2 separate regions of the Macaca mulatta genome follow, and region 2 is linked to region 1. The links are chromatin contacts, called in public Hi-C maps. All regions are on one chromosome and are shown on one strand. Each heading gives the region's core, a stretch centred on a gene start, on an enhancer-like site or on the middle of the called end of the contact. The rest is flanking DNA. Distances are from core to core; before and after follow the strand shown. Region 1 has its middle 24 kb from the start of NR2F1. Region 2 overlaps ARB2A (ARB2 cotranscriptional regulator A).

What was found. A called contact is a pair of places that touch in the nucleus more often than the background predicts.
Region 2: a contact with region 1 is called in a Hi-C map of fetal cortex germinal zone, with 4 times the contacts expected there. The contact joins two enhancer-like sites. A contact is called at or near these places in 5 of 14 Hi-C or Micro-C datasets (cortical neurons, fetal cortex germinal zone, fetal cortical plate and 2 more).

The regions. Positions count from the first base shown.
Region 1 is chr6:99,980,154-99,986,856 of T2T-MMU8v2.0, reverse strand. No RefSeq gene overlaps it. Among named protein-coding and RNA genes, the nearest start is that of NR2F1, 24 kb to the right of the region's middle. Within about 2 kb of position 2,931, at least 14 of the 40 cell types and tissues checked have an H3K27ac peak or open chromatin away from gene starts, as enhancers often do. A contact at or near this core is called in fetal cortex germinal zone, where this site is marked.
Region 2 is chr6:100,177,419-100,184,121 of T2T-MMU8v2.0, reverse strand. The region is part of intron 8 of ARB2A (ARB2 cotranscriptional regulator A); the gene reads left to right. Among named protein-coding and RNA genes, the nearest start is that of POU5F2, 55 kb to the right of the region's middle. Within about 2 kb of position 4,336, at least 3 of the 40 cell types and tissues checked have an H3K27ac peak or open chromatin away from gene starts, as enhancers often do. A contact at or near this core is called in fetal cortex germinal zone, where this site is marked.

The DNA.
Region 1 (6,703 bases), core at 1,682-4,181:
CATAATGTTTACATATCTTTGGCCAGAACCCTTTTGGGGAGCTTCCATGAGCTGAGTTTCCTTCCATCTTTGGCTAAATTCGTTCTAGCCTTCCGGAGTTCGGGAGCAAGCAAAGGGAATCAGGTGCAGAGAAGGACATGAGGTTTTCCTCTGTCAGGGCTACGGGAGTTGTGGAGATTTGGGGTGGAATGGACAGCCCTTATTGAACTCCTGAGTGCCTAAGGTTTACTCTCTCAGTCTGGGTTTTGGGAATCGCTTTCTTTCACGAGGGATTTCCTTTATGACTTGGAGGAAAGGAGTAGTTAAGATCTGCATTTCATTAATCAAGAAAGTCTTACTTTTTTTAAAAAAAGTATACTCCTAATCCAGTTTCAGAATGACTTTTCTGGATTATTGTAAGTACGTCAGAAACTCCCAGACCTGAGTAGAAATTTCAGAACCACTTTTGCCAGAGAAAAATGTGAAGAAAAGAAGCATGGGAAACTCATTTTCTTTATAATAAATCAGAACATTGAGGATACTGATCAGGTCCCCCTGAGAGGAGCATCTTCAGTGATGTTTGCTCGCCATCTGTGTGTGTTCAGTGAAACTTTAAACCATTTTACAGCATAGATGACTATTTTTTTCCTTATTATCCAAGCGTTTGTTTTAATTCCAACCCTACTATTCCATAGGATTGCTGCTGTTGAATCCATTTTTTCCCCTTCAAAGTCTTTTAAAATAAGTTTCCTTATCTCTTGCCCATTTGTCAATGTCAAATATACACTGCCTATTTAGTTAAAGAAAAGTGTGTATTTCATATGTTATAAAAGAACAGCTTCTTTATTTGGTTTCTTGGAAATCAATAATCTCTTAAACGTTTCCCAAGACCCCTTGGGGAAGGGAGAGATGTAAACAATAACTACCAAACTTCAACATGACAATATCGGTTAAAATCTGCAGGATGATCATTCGAATGCGAAGAGGTAAAGGGGGATGACTTCAAACTCCCGCGATTAAGAAAGAAGGGACCCCAGGTGTCTGATGCCTGGCTCCATCCTCTGCAACTTGCAAGAGAGTTACCTTGGAAAGTGGGGAGTTAATTCTAAACTTCTTTACCAGGCATTTTAGTAGCCACGCTGGTCTTCAAATAATTTAATTGGGAGGTGGCTGGATGACCACAGAGAGGTTGCAAAAGATAGTTACCCCCATTAAAAGAAATACCATGATTTCAGTCTTTCCTGACATAATTAAAGGCTTTGGTAACACTCCTTTATTTTGCCTCATGCTGTGAAAAAAATCACTCACTTCTCCAGCAAATGAAACTTTAAAATAAATCCTGCAGTTTAATTTCTGTTTTTAAAAGTTAGTAGGTATACGAGGAAACAGAGAAAGCATTAAAACAACTGAGTTACACTTCAGCTATTTAGCAGTGTAACATTAGAAGGAAGAATACAGCCAGTTTTCAACCTAGCCAACTTTTAAAACTACATGTGTTCCTGGAAAATAATACCCGACTAGAGTCAATTTGCATGAGATTCTAAGCTAGGATCTCAAGAAGGTAATAAAATACATGAAATTTATTGAATAAATGGTTGGGGAGGATTTGTAAGCGTTTGACGATCTAGTGATCTATTAGAAGCACAATGCACTCAAATTTGAATTTCCATGATCAACTTTCAACCTGAAAAAATGAGAGCCATTTGCTTAACTTAATCTGGAACATATGTTTGCACCAGTAGCAGGTTTTTTGGTGTGTGGCTGGGGCTGATCAAGTTGTAAATTTTCTGCTTTAGGTTTTCAGCGCCTGCTAGTTTCAGCCTAACACCTAGAGAGAGACTTTGCGGGGTTCTTCACCAAAGCAGCCAAGGTTTGACAAAAGGTTTCCAAACCACCCAGCTCTGTATGTTGTTAATTTCCCCCAAAGGTAGAACATTTCTTACAATTAGTTTCCAAATCCTAAAAGCAAGTAACAAGTTAAACTCTCCCATGTCCAAGTGTTTAAAGTTATAAAGAGATATTTTTCTTTAATTTGCAACCGTTGCCTTTCCTCACCTGCAATCCTTTCTTTAAAAAACAGACAATGGTATGAGAACAGTGGGTGCTGTGAAAATGACATCTTCATTCGACAAAACAATATTCAGGTCTTTTTGGCTTATCTTAATTTTTTCCACCAGAAACTTAGAACTACTGATTTTCTCTCTTCATGCTTCAACACAAAGGAATCTCCCCAAAAGTGTTTTGAATATCTGAGAAGAATCATTTAGTGATTGAAATAAATATACATTAGAATCCACAAGTCATCCTTCTTGTGAAACAAGCTAGGTAGTGACTTTCATTACTAAGATTAAAATGTATCTCTTTGTAGACATAAATTTTTAGTACTTGGGCTATAATCATAATACTTTTTCAATCAATTAATGCTATCTCATAATGACAAATGAAAGTAATAAGTTCTCCAAATCAGCCTGATTCATCTTTGAGTGAGAATGGGGAGTAGTGGTGGGAGAGGGTGGTGGACTCTAGTGGGAAACTTCAAAGATTGTAAATCACCATCTGGACCTGCTGAGTTGTCCTCTTGAAACCTCAATCAGACTCTTGGAGGAAAGTTACTAAGGTGCCTTTTTAAGTGCACCAGAACAGGTAATTAAACCACAAATGTGCCCTAAATTTAGATGCAGAGTTTCCCTGAATTTCAATTATTATATGGATTAAGACTGGCAGCTCCCACCTGGACGATACCTTAATCAAAAAGAGAACAAGTGTGAAGAAAACAAGGGCAATAATAACATTACCAGCACTGTACTAATCAAATGCCCACAAATAGTTCAGAACAACGGTGCTAAAAAGCCGCTTTAATTCTGAAACAGAAAGTCCTGAGACACCGAGCGCCATCTAGCAAGCAAAGTTAGAATCAAAGTACGCCCGAGTCGAGCACAGAGGGAGAGAGGATGGCGAGGTAAAGGGGGACTTCGAGATCACTTGCTGTGATTTAACCGTCTGCCCAGTCTCACCTGAGCCCAGAGCTACCTGCAAGTTTCTGCTCTTCGCCTCACCGAATTTAACGACTGAGGTGAGACAAACCATTCTGCCTCCAGCCAAGGCTAAAGGACAGCTCCTCGCAGGATTGCTTATTGTCTTTAATTAGAACAGGCCGCCTCTCCATACCCTCCTACCACCTCCCCAAAGCCAGCCCAGTGTCTAACTAGTTTTGCACCTTCTTATCCAAATGGGGACAAAGAGCAGTGCCTGAAAGGCTCACCTTGGGCTGAAATGATTCCCAGGGCTTCAGCGCAGAGGAAAGCGCATCGCTGGGAAAACATAGCACGATTTGAGAAGTCATTCTGAGTTTACAAGGCTGCCCAGATGCCTCCTGACAGGCGATCTGAGCTCTCTCCGAGTGGCATAAGACACAGATTTACTTAACAAGCCACTGATGGTCATGGAAATGGAATGCTGCCTCCTAAATATAAATGCTATAACTTTATTCTTCTCCAGGCAACTGGGTCTTTGATATTTCCTTTGGCTGAAGAAAAGTCAAAGGTAGCTAGAAAGCTGCCAATACCCCTGTTAGTGTGTAGCTTGAAGGGGGTGGGGTTAAAGCACTTTTTAAGAATAATTTTAAAGTTTGAATAATATTACCTAATTATATGAATATCCTTTGGAACTGGGCTAACAATGTAACTACCAAATAAAGCTTCTGGGATTTCAATGTGAAGAAAGTAAAGAATAATCTGCTGATTTCTGTAGAGTCAGGAACCCCATATTTTTCTTTTAAACCAGCCGGTCTGAATTGATAAGACTGGGAGAGTTCATCTCAATAATATGTGTGCTTTCTAAAGAGTCTTTCTGGAATTTCAGTTTAAGGCTGGAAAAGAATCCGCGTATATACATGCTAGTCTTAAACTACTCTTAATTTCCTGCTATTGAATATTGCCTCTATAATAGCTCATTGATTCACATTGTTCTTAGAATACAGAGCCAGAGCTAGGCTTTTCTATTGTTCCTCATCTCCACCACCCCACACACAATTTTCTCCCAATGAAGTGAAGCTTTGTAAAATAACGACAAAAACAAAAACAAATTAGAAAATGAAATATTAAAATATTCCTGTTGAATATCAAATGCTATTCCAATCTCAGGTTTGCTGAGATTATGTTCATTGCTCCTCAATGAACATAAGCACAATAGATATGAAATAACAGTCCTCTTGATTTTTCTACTGTGCTATTTGCTGTGCAAAACAACCACATTAAGAATAAAGGAAGCATGAGATAAGAATATGCTCAACACGCTCACAGGTCATAGTACTTACAGGAAAAAAAAACTCAGAAAAATCACTACCCACCCAACAAATCTAAGCCAATAAAGAGAGACTTCATAGTTTAACCAACAATTTAGAACACATCTAAAACATTTCTACTAAACCTCCTTGTCTCCTTATGCCTGAAAATATGTGTAAAGATCTGAGGATGGACAGTAGACCCAATTCATGCTCTCTCTTATTTCCCTCTCCCTCTCCGAAGTTCAGAGGAAAAGTTCCCAGGGCAGTCTTGCCTCCGGATGTCAATAAAAATTTAACTTTGTGTGTGTGTGTGTGTGTGTGTGTGTGTGTGTGTGTGTGTGTGTGTCTTGTTAAATAGTACATTTCTCCCATCAAGGTCTTCTTAAACACGGAACCTTCTCCTAGACAGGGTACCCAGCTGTTTAATTTAACATTGATTTATTGCTTTTAAAAGTAAATTTACACACATGCCAGCAGCGCTCCGTTTTGTTTCCCCAGACTCTGAGATTTATTTTCTACTTAGCGCTTGTCTGACAAAACAATGTCCTTTAACTTTATTACACATCGATGAGGAAATCTGTCTTATTTTTGTTCAGATTTATTGCTGTGTTACTTGTGGGGACTTCTGTGATCCAGAAAGGCTCAGGTCCGAAAATAAATAGAAAATTAAACAGAGTTGATCACAAAATAATGATCAAAACCTTAGAATATGGTCCAGCCTATACCAGCCTGCTGGGGGGTGAGGTGGGGTGGGACACAGAATGAGACTCCCCTAGTGAGCACCGTCTCTCTGGAAGAAAACAAAATGTCTTTAATGGGCAGGTAGCCTTTGAAGGTGGAGTAGCCAAATCTGGGTTCTGTAATATCTCCAAGTTATTGGTTGAAATGTATTTGGAATTACAGGGCAGGGAGGTACATCTGCGAGACTCCCCACCCCATGGCAGCCTTACCTCCGTGCAGAACTCCCAATTATCACACGTTCGTGATGACTGAGCCCAAGGGAATTAAGATGGACTTTGAAGCAGCTTTTACGGTACACTTCATCTACATTTGGGTTTTCTTTAGTTCTCATTAAAAGGGCCACTTTCTTCTTTTCATTGATATATGTCTTTGTGTCCTTCATTTCACACTCTTAAAAAAGTTCTCTCATCAGATCCAGTGCAAAAAGGAGGGGACGACATAATAACCATCATAATCATGATAACAACAACAACAAACAACTGGTACTGTGGGTTTAAATCTTTTTTAAAAGAAGGTTTTCTCCTGTATAAGGCATGGCCCTCCAATTAAAAAAAAAAAAAAACTGGGGTTGAGAATGAGGATAATAAAAGTGTTTCTAAGGTTAAATTACATGAAGGCAGGCTTAAAAATAATCTCTGTATGTGATGAGCTTTCCTCTCCCATCCTGATTTCTCACAGAGACATTCAGTAATCACTTCAGAGCTGTTCACATGAGGAAATGAGGACACTATCTTTTCTAGTAAGAAGTGAAGATGTGACAGGTTTTGTTATTGGAATGAGGGAGAACTTCGTAAGATATTCCCTTTTTTTTCGCCCCTACAAACACAGCATCTTAAAAATCCCCTGTCTGAAAGCGTGACTCGTCTGTTGCCTTTCCACTCTGGTCAGTGAGTCCTCGAAAACACCGTAACATGTTTCAATAATTCTGAACAACCCAAGAAGATTTTTCAAAGTTAATGGATCATTCTTTCTCCTGAAAACACATAAAAACACGATTGCGCACGCAATTCCAATCTAATGAGAGAAAGGAAGGAAGGAAGGAAGGAAGGAAGGAAGGAAGGAAGGAAGGAAGGAAGGAAGGAAGGAAGGAAGGAAGGAAAGAAGGAAGGAAGGAAGGAAGGAAAGAAGGAAGGAAGGAAGGAAGGAAGGAAGGAAGGAAGGAAGGAAGGAAGGGAGGGAGGGAGGGAAGGGAGGGAGAGAAGGGAGGGAGAGAAGGAAGGAAAGAAAGGAAGGAAGGGAGTGTAAGGACAGAAAGGAAAGAAAGAAAAATAGGAAAAAGGGAAAGGAAAAAATATCCCTCTTTAAACGGGGGGAGGGGGAGTAACTGGGAAACATTGAAAAATCTCCTATTCATATTAGGAGCTACTTCTTCTTATTCTGTTGTTTTTTTTTTTTTTTTTTTTTTTTTTTTTTTCTGTTTGCCCTTTGAAAAGGGGTCCTGTCACTCAGAAAGGGGCTGTTTCTTCAACCTCCTCCCCATCCACCCACCAGCCGGCCCCCCTCAGCCTCGCAGCCCGGCCCCGGCCCACCCCGCGGCCCTCCCAGCGCACACACAGTTTCTTCCAAGTGCTTTTTCAAGTAAGAGCCGGAGAGATGAGAGGTGAGGCTTCTCCAGCGCGGAGCCAGACAAGTACTTCTCATCCTGGCGGAGCGCGGCCCGGCGCGGCCAGCCCGAGGCCCGGACGTTGTTTTTATGTC
Region 2 (6,703 bases), core at 3,087-5,586, 200 kb before region 1:
GTTTTATTACTGCTTAGGTCATACTCAACCTTGCACTCCAGACTCTTCTGTGCAAGGGAATGGTGATCTGAGTCTGAAATATGTTCACCGTGCTTACACTCTAAATCTTTCTGGGGAAACGGGGGGGTTTTGCTGTGAGGTACTAGGAAACATGAATATGGTAAAATAGCTGGTAAAAACTTATTCAGTGAAATCCATTGCTTTTTCCCATATATAATGAAGCAGCAAGGAATTGCCAAAAAGCTTTCAAGCTAATGGATTTTCAAATATAAGAATAGTAATTTTTAAATCGTAGAAGAAAGGATGCAGTGATTTCAAACTTGTTCTCATTATTTCCCTTTAACAATGCATCATATATTTAGATTGGTGATTTCTAGAAGTTACCATGTTTCTATTGTAACGTATTTGAAACTGATAATTTCTAATAACACCATGGTAACTTTGTAGTGAAAATTATTAATCAATTATATATTAAAATGCGTCCCCTCATAAAATATCTAAAGATGTATTTTTTCTGTTTGACTACTGAAATAAAATTTGATGTCTCACCACCTAGGACATGCTTGTAATTTTTTTGCCACTCTGTGTGATATTATTATATATCTCTGGTTACTTAAAACTTAAGTTTTATGTAACTTTGATTTTTAACTTGCAGTATATGTACAAATTTTTCAAAATAATCAAAAAATTAAACATAAAAAATTACTAAAGATATACTTTGTTTTAGGCAAAAGTGTTTCTTTTCTGAGGAATAAAACAGATATATTAAAAAGTATATAATTTCTGAATAAAAAAAATCTACTACCTGTCTCATACTGTTCCTCAGTCCCTGCCCCAAGATAATATAAATGAACAATATATATTGGTTAATAAGCAAGCATTAACTCCCACTGGTAAATATGAGCAGCTCTTAATGATAATTGAAATCAGTAGCTAAAGAAATTATATCAGAAGACTAATATTTCCTTTATGCTGTATTTCTTCTTTATAACTTTTAATGATATTGAATTATTATTGAAAGTATAATACAGTTTTATCATCTTGATGAAAATTTTTTTGGTATAATAAGAGTTGATTAAAAATGCATTATGTTCAATTATTTGGTATGTATGTATGATTGCTTAAGTATATGGAAACTCTTAGTGAATAATCCTTACAGATATGATATGCATGAAGAGATGTTTACTTATTGGAGATACTCAGATGAATATACATATGTTAAGGAAATACCTTTCTTTGAAGTTGTTTATCTTTTATATTCTTTTTCTGCCTTGAAGCATTTTATGAGAATCCTGTCATTTGTGTCTGTTTAGAACACACACGCAAAATAAAATTTGTATTTGAACACTTTAATGTAGGCTTTAGAAAGTTAAAGCTAAAAGCTCACATTTTAAAATTTATCTTTGTATGGTGTCTGTGTACATATATTTCCAAACTCTTTGAGATGTTCTAGAAAGGAATCAAGTGTATTTATGGGTATGTTAATGCTGATGATAGAGTACATGGATTACAAACCTTTTCCATTTCTTTTGACCTTATAGGAATAATAACAGCCCTGAATCACTATTTCTGTCCTGCTGTGTACGAACCTAGCTCCACTGTCTTCATAATCCTAACCCAGTATCTCTTTCATGCAACAGGCAAGGACCTGCTTACCTCTTCCGTTTTCTACAAAAAGAAAAACCTGACGAGGGACGTTTATTCATACATCCCCAAATCAACACATATAGAAATGTTTTAGGTTAAGTCTAAAAACTTCTTACCTCCAAAAATGGAAGCTTTTCTCTTTTTTTTTTAACTTTTAAGTTCAGGAATACATATGCAGGTTTTTTATGTAGGTAAACTTGTGTTTGAGGGTTTGTTATACAGATTATTTCATCACCAGGTCTTAAGCCTAGTACCCATTAGTTATTTTTCCTGATCCTCTCCCTCCTCCCACCCTCCACCCCCGCAATCGGCCCCAGTGTGTGTTGTTCGCCTCTGTATGTTCATGTGTTCTCATCTTACATCTTAGCCTTTAGAGATTATCCCTCTTTTTGGGTAGTGGGGGTGGGTGAGGGAGGGGAGGGAATTTGATGTAGGAGAGTTCTAGGGTGGGTTTAGAAATCTCACATCACTTTATGCCTATATTAGTAACAAATAACCACCAAGTAGTCTATTGTTGAATTAAAGATGAAAACTGTAGTATCCATGAAAACAAAAATTTGTAAAAGACATGAAAGAACATAACAACTTTATATGTATAATGTTTTTGTTCGTTGAAGAGCTGCAGAAAATTACTTGATGGTTAGTACCAACTGCAATAGCATGCTAAACTGCAAATGTTCCACCAAGGAAAAAACAAGTCCTCATTCCTCGTGCATAGGCACACAAATTTGGCTTTTCACTATCACCTATCTAAGCAGGTACCTGTTATTACTCATGTGGGATAATACTCCATTTCCATTGGAGAGTTTTGTAAGAAGTAACTCATAATTGTTAATGCAACAAAATGTGTGTCCATACAGTTAGCATGAATGTAAATATGTCCATCTACATTTTATTTCCTTCTGGATGTTAGCGAAATACTGTTATAAGAAAGAAGGGGATTTCTGTTGTTGCTGTTGTTCTTTAGTTCTTAAAGATTTTAGTAGTCTTGCCAACGTTTTGCTTCTTTAAAAACTCAATAGTAAGCATTTCAGAACTTTTTCTAAATTTGAATAGTTGAAGTTTCAGCTTCTGTTTTAACCAGAAGTTATTGTAAATGGCCAAAATACCTGTCTACTGCTAAATATCATTCTGGAATTCTGTTTATGCCTGCTAAACTATTGCATTTGCATCTTCATCCTTTTAAAGATGAAGCAACTTAAATGCACATAGGAATCTTTTTATAAAAGCATAATTATGTCTTGTGCTTTTTAAAATGCAAAACTAGTCCTATATGCATTATTGGTTTATGTGAAAAAGTAATTCACAAATGGACTTCTGTATAAATACATGTTTTAAATAGCCTTAAACTTTTCTTGCCTTGTACTTTTTATGTAAATAAAATTAAGCAATTGTTTATCTTATTAATTTGCTTTTTATTAGAAGCTTCTTTGATACATATGTACCCAGTCCTCCTGGCTTTTTGGTTTTTCCTGTTTATCATTTTTATTTGTATGGATGTTTTCTTTTTCATTGTAATTTCTTTTTTGGCCCCATTTATGTGTCATCTATGACAAAAATTGCTGTTAATAAATGATTTAGTATTTCACAAAATGAGAAGCCGACTTTACCTGTTTGGCACATATATCACTCTGTAGATACCTAATTTGTCTTTTAAAAATAACTTTTGAATTTTCTTATAAGATTTATCACAGAAAATATATCTTGACTTCAATTTTATAAAATATATTTAATGTTTTTTAATATTTGAATTTTGTGTTGCATTTTTTTCCAAAGAGAGGATGTATATTTTATTTATTTGTACTTAAGATTTAGGATTCAGTATTCAGAATATGCCTAGTAAAAGTTATAGCATTTTCAAAATCAGTCTCTAGTACAGGCTAAATATACTAATCTCCTAATAACAATAAAAAGAGAAAATGTCTAAAAATTCTTTACCGGTTTAATTACAATTTTGGGTGGATTTGAAAACCTTCAGACTTCGGTCTGGCCATTCCACTTTAGCCATTCAGGCCATGCTGCCTGTATTGTGTATTCAGCAGTTCCTATTAGATGTCTTCACAGTGAGTGATTCTGCGGGGCTTGCTGACACCCGCTTCATGCATGGCCTGCTGTGCTGGGTGGAATTTTTTTTCTGAGCTGCCTGGAACATTAAAGACATCTTGGCCATGTCAGTCTGTGTACAGTGTGTGTGCATGTGCCCTCACATGCGCACATTCCTGAGCAAGTCAGTATTAAATAAATGATGTGGGTGTGCTTTTATATACATGTAAAGTGTAAAATTTGAATAATGATGTATTTATCATGTATTACATACAATACATTTTTAATAATTTAGTTCAGCTAACATTAGCAACTTTTCTCTAGCTTTTATTGTCTGTGGTTATTGACACTAGGGGGCACTGCTTATCCTTGGTTGCATCTTTCTTCAGGAAATGAGTAAAAATACTCAGCTGATTTCTGTACTCTCACTTTAATTAACAATTGAATTTAGAGAACTCTAGGCTGTTTGATCCTTTGTTATTTTGGTTTTATTTCTAATGCCTATATGTAGTGCTAACAAAGGGGGTTGGAGCTATTGGTTCTCACAAATAAATAGAGTATCCAGTGTCCCATACAGTAACTTTTTCTTCCATTGGAAATGTCATTCTTGGCAAAACCAGAAGGGCAAGTTTGCCCAGTGATGAGGCTTAGATCCCTTGCCAGCTGTGCTTCTAGCCAGCAAGTGTGATGAACAGCTTTAGAAATCAAGTGAGAGAAAGCATTCAAGAGTTAGTGTGATTCATTTGGATAAAGGTCAAAAGAAAGATAAGCAAAGGATTAAGAATGAAGAGCACAAATAGCAATAATTTGTACCTTTTTACTTATAAAAATTACTATTTGTAATTTTTCACATGTTCCTAGTTCAAAAGTAACTTAAAGTCTTTTAAAACTACATTAAAGATTGCATTTCATTCTCTATTTCAGCTGATCACTTATAAATGAAATAGAGAAAAATTGATGCGCTACCATTCCTAACTCTTTTTAAAATATAAAGATTTGCTCTATTTTTTAGAATCTTAGTGTCCATCCTAAGCCTAAATATTCATGTTTCAATCTGTAGCACCACCTGTAATCTCTAAGGACATTAATAACATTTTTGTTTTAATATGTGCTTTTAAAATAAAACTCTCTCCCTCCTCTCCCTTCTTGCCCCCCTTCTTCCAAATGTAGAAAGCAATCAGTAGCCTAAGGAATATAGACAACTATTTTACACCGTTCTCCTAATTAATTAAACACTCCAGAACTGGTAAAATTTTATATCCTTCTTCTCTAGAGTTATAGCTGTATCTGTGTGTGTGTGTGTGTGTGTGTGTGTGTGTGTGTGTGTGTGTGTGAAAATATGCAGTTAAATCATGCCCGATTTTTATTAGCTGAAGGTATTGATTTTTAACATGAGTAATTTGAATAAAGTAATCTTGCAGATTTTAAAGTTTTCATAGCATATGTTTTATATCCTGACTGAAAAGGGACAAAAAAGATTGCCAGTATAGTCAAGCTTGGTCTGAACACCAGTAAAATAACTGAGTATAAACACGTGGGCAGTTTTAAATAAAATTTTTAAATACCTTTGCTTTGTAGCACATTAAATTGATTTCTACTAAATAGGTACTTTAATTAGAAATTATTTAAAATTTTTCAAAGAGAAATAGATATGTGCATTATCCTAGGTTGATTTTTTTCTGTTCTCATTTTTCAAAGTGATTTTTTGATAGTGCTTGTTGAATAACATATACTTTTTAATATATTTTTAGTGACTAGTTTTAAATAATTACATGGAAAAAAATATTTCCCAAGATAATATACAGTTCAGGGAGAAATGCTGTTATTTTTCATGCTGTTATTTTTTTTAATTATTTCTATATAACATCATAAAAGCATTAGCCAATTTAGGTTCATCTCAGATCTTTAATAATAGATCTGTCACTTACTAATAATAGATACTACCTAGTTAGACCTTATCAGTTCGTAAACAAAACAATGATTAATCAATATGGGGCAGCTTTTGTTATATTCAACACTTTATAATTTGAAATGTTAGTTTCCTGGTACTAACCATATACAAGCAATCAGATGCCAGCCCATTTATAATAGGTTTTTCTCCTCCTAGCAGGATGTTGCTTTTGGCTATAAAAAGCTAATTTCAGATCCTGATATACTTGCATTAATTTTTGAGACATTGGCTAGGTGTAGTACAGCAAAGAATAACATGAACATCATACCACTGTGCTATAGGTAATCGTTTATTACCTCAAGCCAGAGAAGCAGTCTTAATGTGAAGGCTGTAGTATGTCTATAGAAAAAATGGAAACTGACAGAAAGGGTCTTAGAGACAGCTTCCTAAGAGTCTTGAAAGAGGACCATAACAAGAAGAGGGGGAAAGAAAGCAACAACAGCACTATCTAAAGGGATACATTTTAATACTTACAGTTCTGGATATCTTTGTAATTTTTATGATTGAAATAAATTATTGTCTTGAATAACAGACCCCATTCTCTATCCAAACATCTTTGCTTCAGAATGGGAAAGCTCATTGTAATGTTATCTTTTCAGGACCATAAGTGTTCTCTAAAAAACATATGACTGAGATGTTCATCAGCTGGGATGTTTGCTGTAATTCACCAATAAATTTGAATAAATTGACATAATTTCTGACAAAGATGAATGTTTCCACATTCATTTCCATAGTAAGGCAGTATCTACATGAAGAAACCAGTTTGACTGACTTGACCTGCCAAATTGATCAGAAAAAGAATAAAACAACAGCCATTCAGTCCATGGAATTAAAGCAGTTTATGTGTACAAACCACCTTGGTGGCCTGTCAACCCAAGACTTACATAAAAGTAAATCACTTTGGAGGCTGTAGTATTACAAGGAAGGAAAGTGCTAGGACATACCATCAAGGAACTAAGGCATATGTGCTCTTAGGTAGTGCACTGTAGCATAGAGTGAAGGAGAGGCATCATCAGTTGTGGAACTTGGAGTTTGATATTGGTGTTATCCCACAGGTGACAC